2 separate regions of the Mus musculus genome follow, and region 2 is linked to region 1. The links are chromatin contacts, called in public Hi-C maps. All regions are on one chromosome and are shown on one strand. The core of a region is the stretch at or near the end of the contact, and the rest is flanking DNA. Distances in the headings are between cores, read along the strand shown.

The links. Hi-C and Micro-C count contacts between places; a contact is called where the count stands out from the background.
Region 2: a Hi-C map of bone marrow-derived macrophages shows a contact between it and region 1, with 2.2 times the contacts expected there. The contact joins the enhancer-like site here to the promoter of Tmem164 in region 1. A contact is called at or near these places in 2 of 39 promoter capture datasets (the C10 cell line and the HPC-7 cell line), 10 of 484 Hi-C or Micro-C datasets (the N1E-115 cell line, bone marrow-derived macrophages, cerebellum and 6 more), 6 of 115 datasets of contacts at active chromatin or transcription factors (the HPC-7 cell line, astrocytes, embryonic fibroblasts and 1 more) and 2 of 9 other capture datasets (adipose tissue and liver).

Annotation. Positions count from the first base shown.
Region 1 is chrX:142,680,446-142,683,041 of GRCm38.p6, forward strand. Tmem164 (transmembrane protein 164) reads left to right here and starts at 1,281. Exons shown (of 7, transcript NM_001199360.1): 1 at 1,281-1,494; 2 at 1,846-2,504. The coding sequence starts at 2,118.
Region 2 is chrX:142,716,843-142,719,438 of GRCm38.p6, forward strand. All of the region lies in intron 2 of Tmem164 (transmembrane protein 164), which reads left to right. Among named protein-coding and RNA genes, the nearest start is that of Mir652, 21 kb to the right of the region's middle. Within about 2 kb of position 1,304, at least 10 of the 459 cell types and tissues checked have an H3K27ac peak or open chromatin away from gene starts, as enhancers often do. A contact at or near this core is called in the N1E-115 cell line and bone marrow-derived macrophages, where this site is marked.

The sequences.
Region 1 (2,596 bases), core at 31-2,530:
ACGGGGGTGGGGAGGGAAAGAGGTCAGGAGAATCTTCTTTTCCTCCACCAAGTCTATCACTGAAGGTTCGCTGTGGTCGGAAGGGGGCGGAGAGGAAGAAGGACGGCAGGAGGGAAGGAGGGAGAGAGCCAGCAAGGTTTGTGTAGGGTGGGGGGAGGGGGGAGAGAGAGAAAAGCATCAGAGCTGGGTTAGAAGGAGTCCGAGGAGAAATCCTCAAATTTAGGCACTCAAGAAGAAAGTGAGGCTGTGACAAGAAGGTGAGCAATACTTTTATGGTCTTTTTTTTTTTTTTTTTTTGAATCTCCCATTTCAAGGCCGAAGGGAGGAAGCAGGAAGTCCATACTCAGCACACTCCCCAAGCTAAAGCCTGTCCATCAGTTTCACAGCCTTACTCCTAGAAGTTAGCGAGGACCGGCTGAGTGCCCAGTATGTGGTCAGGTATGCAAAGTAGTGGCCCGAGAACCAGGTCAACGGAGGAGTTAGTCCGCCAGGCTTAGGTGGGGAGGTGAATTCAGTCACAGTGGCGAAAGAGCAAAACTGTGCGCGAGTGCACGCTTGGAGTGCAGAAGACCAGGCTGGAGAAGGAGGAGGAAAGAGGCGGGGATGGGGCCTCCGAGGGTAGCAGGGTGGGGGCGGGGGTGGGGTGGGGTGGGGTGGGGAGCAGAGAGGAAGCAGGGCAGGAGGTGGGAAGCGAGGACGAAGTGGGTAGGCTGTGGAGGGAAGGCTGCGAGGCGGGGCAGTGGTGGCTTGAAGACGTGTGTATGTGTGTGTGTGTGTGTGTGTATGTGTGTGTGTAGGGAGGGAGTGAAGTGGATCGGAGGAGTGTGTGTGTGTGTGTGTGTGTGTAGGGAGGGGGTGAAGTGGACGGGAGGAGGGCCGAAGGTGGAGGGAGTTGGCGACGAGGGGGTGGAGAGAGGGAGGGGAAACCGGAGGAAGCGAGCGGCGGCTGCCGGGGGAGGAAGGCAAGGAGGAGGAGCCGGAGCGGCGGCGGTGGCGGCTGCTGCTGCTGCTGCGGCCGCCTGGGGAGCCCAGCCGAGTGCCGCCTGGGGCTGCGGGGAGTGAGGGGAGACGGAGAGTTCGGTGGAGCCCGGGCAGCGGAGCCGAGCAGCGGGTGAGTGGAGCCCCAGGGGGACTCGGCGGCCAGTCCTCGGGGGGCCGGACGAGGAGGAGCGGGAAGATGGAGCGGTGGCGGCGGGGCGGAGGGTGGCGGCCCCATGGCCCGGCCCCTGGCTGGCCCCGCGTCCCCGCCCTCCCTCTCGGCTTCCTCCCGCCGCCCGCCTGCGCCTGGGGGGCTGGTCCGGAGCAGGCGGAGGGCTGAGGGTGGCGCTGGCCCGGAGGGCGGGCGTGAGGGGCCAGGGGGGGTGGAGCTGGGGGTTCGGGGGTGTACCCAGGGGCGGGAGGCTGGACCGGGACTGCTCTAAATTGGCTGGAGAGGGGGCCCCGTCGGCGGCGAAGTTGCTAGCTGGGGGCAGAGACGGCCACGCGGTTGCAGGAGTAAGACCCCCCCCCCCTCTCGTGGAGTGGCTGAGACGAGGAGTCCGGCGTCCCTGCCCTCCCCGTCGCCCTCCCCGCCTGCCCAGCCCTGCTAGCTTCTCTCCTAGCCTCCGCGTGTCCCCTCTCTCTCTCACCCCCTTCTGCCTCCCGCTTGGCTCCCTCGGCAGTGCCTAGTGCCGGGCCCCCTAGGTCCCAGTCCTGACCCTCTTGGCCTCCAACTTGCCTTCACCCGTGCTTGCTTGGCCACCACTCCCGTTCCCCTTTTCTTCCCTCACTAGTTACCCCTCCCCGCTTCGTTAATTCCCGTGCAATTGCCTCTTTGAGACCTTTTTTTCCTCTCCTTCCTTTTAGATTGGCCAACGGCTCCTTTCAACCCTGCCTCGTTGGTGGCCACTGGAGAAGCGCGGGGGGCTCCCCAGACAGCCGTGGGGACAAGTTAGAGCCAGCACTTTATCCCGGGCCTCGCGTGTAGCTTTCCCTCCCCTGTTCTAGGTGCCCCAGTGTCCAGAGGGGGGTGCGGGTGTGCCCTCCTTACATGTTCCACCGCCCGGGCAACCCTTCGGTCTCGTGTTCCATCTCGCTCTTGCTTCCTGTACCGTAGTCAAGTGGAGCCACTTTGCATCATGTCCCGGTATAGCTACCAAAGTCTCCTGGACTGGCTCTATGGGGGCGTCGACCCCAGTTTTGCAGGCAATGGGGGCCCCGACTGTGCTGCCTTCCTGTCTTGGCAGCAGCGGCTGCTGGAAAGTGTGGTGGTCCTGACCCTGGCCCTGTTGGAGATCCTGGTGGCCCTGCGGCACATCCTGAGGCAGAAGGAGGACGGTAGGGGTGGCCGTAGCAGCCAGCCACAGCAGGTGACCCAGCGGCCAGAGGAAGGCAAGGAGAGCCTGAGCAAGAATCTGCTCTTAGTAGCCCTGTGCCTGATCTTCGGGGTGGAGGTGGGCTTTAAGTTCGCCACCAAGACCGTCATCTACCTGCTCAACCCTTGTCACCTGGTCACCATGATGCATGTGAGTCTGTTGACTTTTTCCTGGGCAGCCTAAGTGATAAGAGTCATTAGCGTGCTCAGGACACTGGTGTGTAGAGCACTTCGTTCCCGTGG
Region 2 (2,596 bases), core at 54-2,553, 36 kb after region 1:
GCTTCTTCCTGTTGCTTGTCTGTTTGGGGGGATGATTGACCCAAATCTTGTGACTTCTCTCTCTTCCTTTTAGGTTTGGGGATATAATTATTTGACAGGTGTGAGGGGTGGAAAGATTGAGGCAAGACTTACATTGGTGTTCTAAATAATTTATCTCTTCTGATCACTCTACTGAGAAAGAAAAACTCTCTACAATCTGTAGAAGACAAGTGTTCACAAGGACCAAGCGACAGAAATGATCGCAAATCACTGTCTCTTTTCATTAGAGTTTTGAACGGAATCAGACTATGTGAAGTGGGAAGTCCTACTGAGAAGCAAATTGCATTTGGGCACATCCGGGCGGCAATGGAGGTTTTCAGTTCCAGCACTTGAACCTACATGGTGCTGTGAAATCTTATTTTCAGGCTCTGTTAGGGCAGCTCCTAGTTCTGATTACATTTCCCAAATAAGCTCTTCCTCGTCATCTTCCTTTCCATGCAGAGAGAATTTTCGAGAAGCAGGAGCAGGTGAGCCCGTGTCTTTTTTTTTCCCGTGTCAGCACAATGATCCCCCCTTTCTGGTCTCTTGATTTGTGTGAAGTGAACATTTCTTTAGTTTTGATTACAGAAACAAAATGATCATAAGGAAAAGTAGAAGATACAAGAAGGGAGACGCTCCTGGAAAGTCTGTCTATTTTTTCCCTATTGTCTCTGCCTTGGCAAATGTCACTTTGCATTTCTCATAAAAGTGTAGTGTGAGATGAAAACCATCTAATTTGATAGAGGGGAGGATATTGCGGATACTACCTACCATGGCTACATGAAATAAAGTTCAGGCCTAGAAGGAACAGCAATTGAAAACAACAGCTAATCATGCATAGCTTTTGAAACAGTGGATCAAGGCAGAGAATAAAGTTGTAGGGACACACACACTCCAATCCAGCTGTCTTTGGATGTGCTTGTGGGGGGGGGGGGGGGATGGTTGGCCAAGAGGTAGAATTCAAGTTAGATCACTTTGGTGAGGCCATGCCTTAAGCTATGACACGACCCACACATACATGATTACCATTCACACTGGCACTGACTGGTATGTGATCTCTCATTTGTCTGATAGCATCATGGGGCCGTTGCACAAGGCACTGACAAAATAGCCTGTGACTCTGTCGTTGTAATTCCAGCAGCTTATTTATTTAATTGTCCTCATTACCTTATTATATAACACATGAAAAGGACAGAAAATCAAAACTCAGCCTCAGGAAAGAAGGGACAGAACGAGTGTCACTTCCTCTAGTGATGTGTACAGATAAGGAACTTACTGTGGTGCACAGCGCCTTGCCCTGCCTTGACTACAGTAAAGTAAGCAACAGCGCTCTAGATACTGTAAAAGCTGGGTAATAAGGCCAAGGATGGCTGTCATCATGCCTTCCACGATTGGCTGTCACCCAGTGACTTTGCTGTGATATGCTTGCGGGCGGTTCCTGAGAGGTCCGCTAAGCCCCTTTTCTGTGCAGGTGCCAGGAAGTGCCGTAGAAATACTGGCTCCTGATGAGAGTAAAAGCCAGGCAGCTAAATTTAATAAGACATTTGTCAAGAAGATAGAAGATAATGACCAATTTTTGGTAGACAGATAGTTGCCTGCTGAAACAAAGCTTGTATTGAACTATTTTGGAGTAGGGAGAAGCATTGCTATGACAACAAATTCCTTATATTTGATTTAGAAGGAGAGCCGTGCAGCTAAATGGTTCAGAAAGCTCATGAGAACAATTGTTGGTACGGGTCTGTGTTAAAATATAAAATGGTAAGTATGATCTGTTAAATAATTGAGCATGTTGGTGTATTCCGTATCTTTTCTCCTTTCAATAAAATATAAATAAAATTAAATGAGAAAAGTGAGCAGAGTTACATGCAAATTGTTTCACTTTTTAAGATGCCCCAAGTGAAATCTGCAGCGTTACTTTGTTGAAATACAAAAAAAAAGGTGTTTCTCATTTTCCCAATGATTAATCTGTGTGTGTGTATGTTGGTGTGTAGTGGTGTGTCTATTTGAAAGAAAAACTGCTTTTCGGATCATTTCTGTCCCTTTATTGTGCTCATGACTGATGTGAGTCAGATGCTTGTGCAATGCAGCAGGGGAAGTGGGCCTGGGCAAGTGGGGTAGGCATGGCGGATCTAGGGGAAGGATGCCTGTTAATATGGAGGCTTTGTCTCATGCAGCCAGCCTTTGCCATTCCCTAAAAAGGAAACTAAGCGGATGAGGCTGGACTCCTTTGCTGAGAACAGGTTTCAGAGCCACTGAGACTGGGTTCTGCCTGTGGGTAGATCTTAGAGCTCCTTGACAGCTCTTGAGACAGTAGTTTCAAATTCATTTTTGTTCTCCCATTTTGCCTCTTCTCTTACTTTACCCAGAGTCATCTTCGCATCTTCCCATTCACTTCTCGATTGTATGGTAGAAGATAAGACAACCTTGGAAGTAGGCTTTACTTCTGGAAGCCTGGAACATCACATCACCCTGAACTTTAAATTGCCTCTCCAGCCAGAGCTCACAAATTCACATATCCTTTCTCCTTCTTTGGAGAGGAAATTCCATTGCTACAGGGAGCTCCTTGCTATGGGGAGGA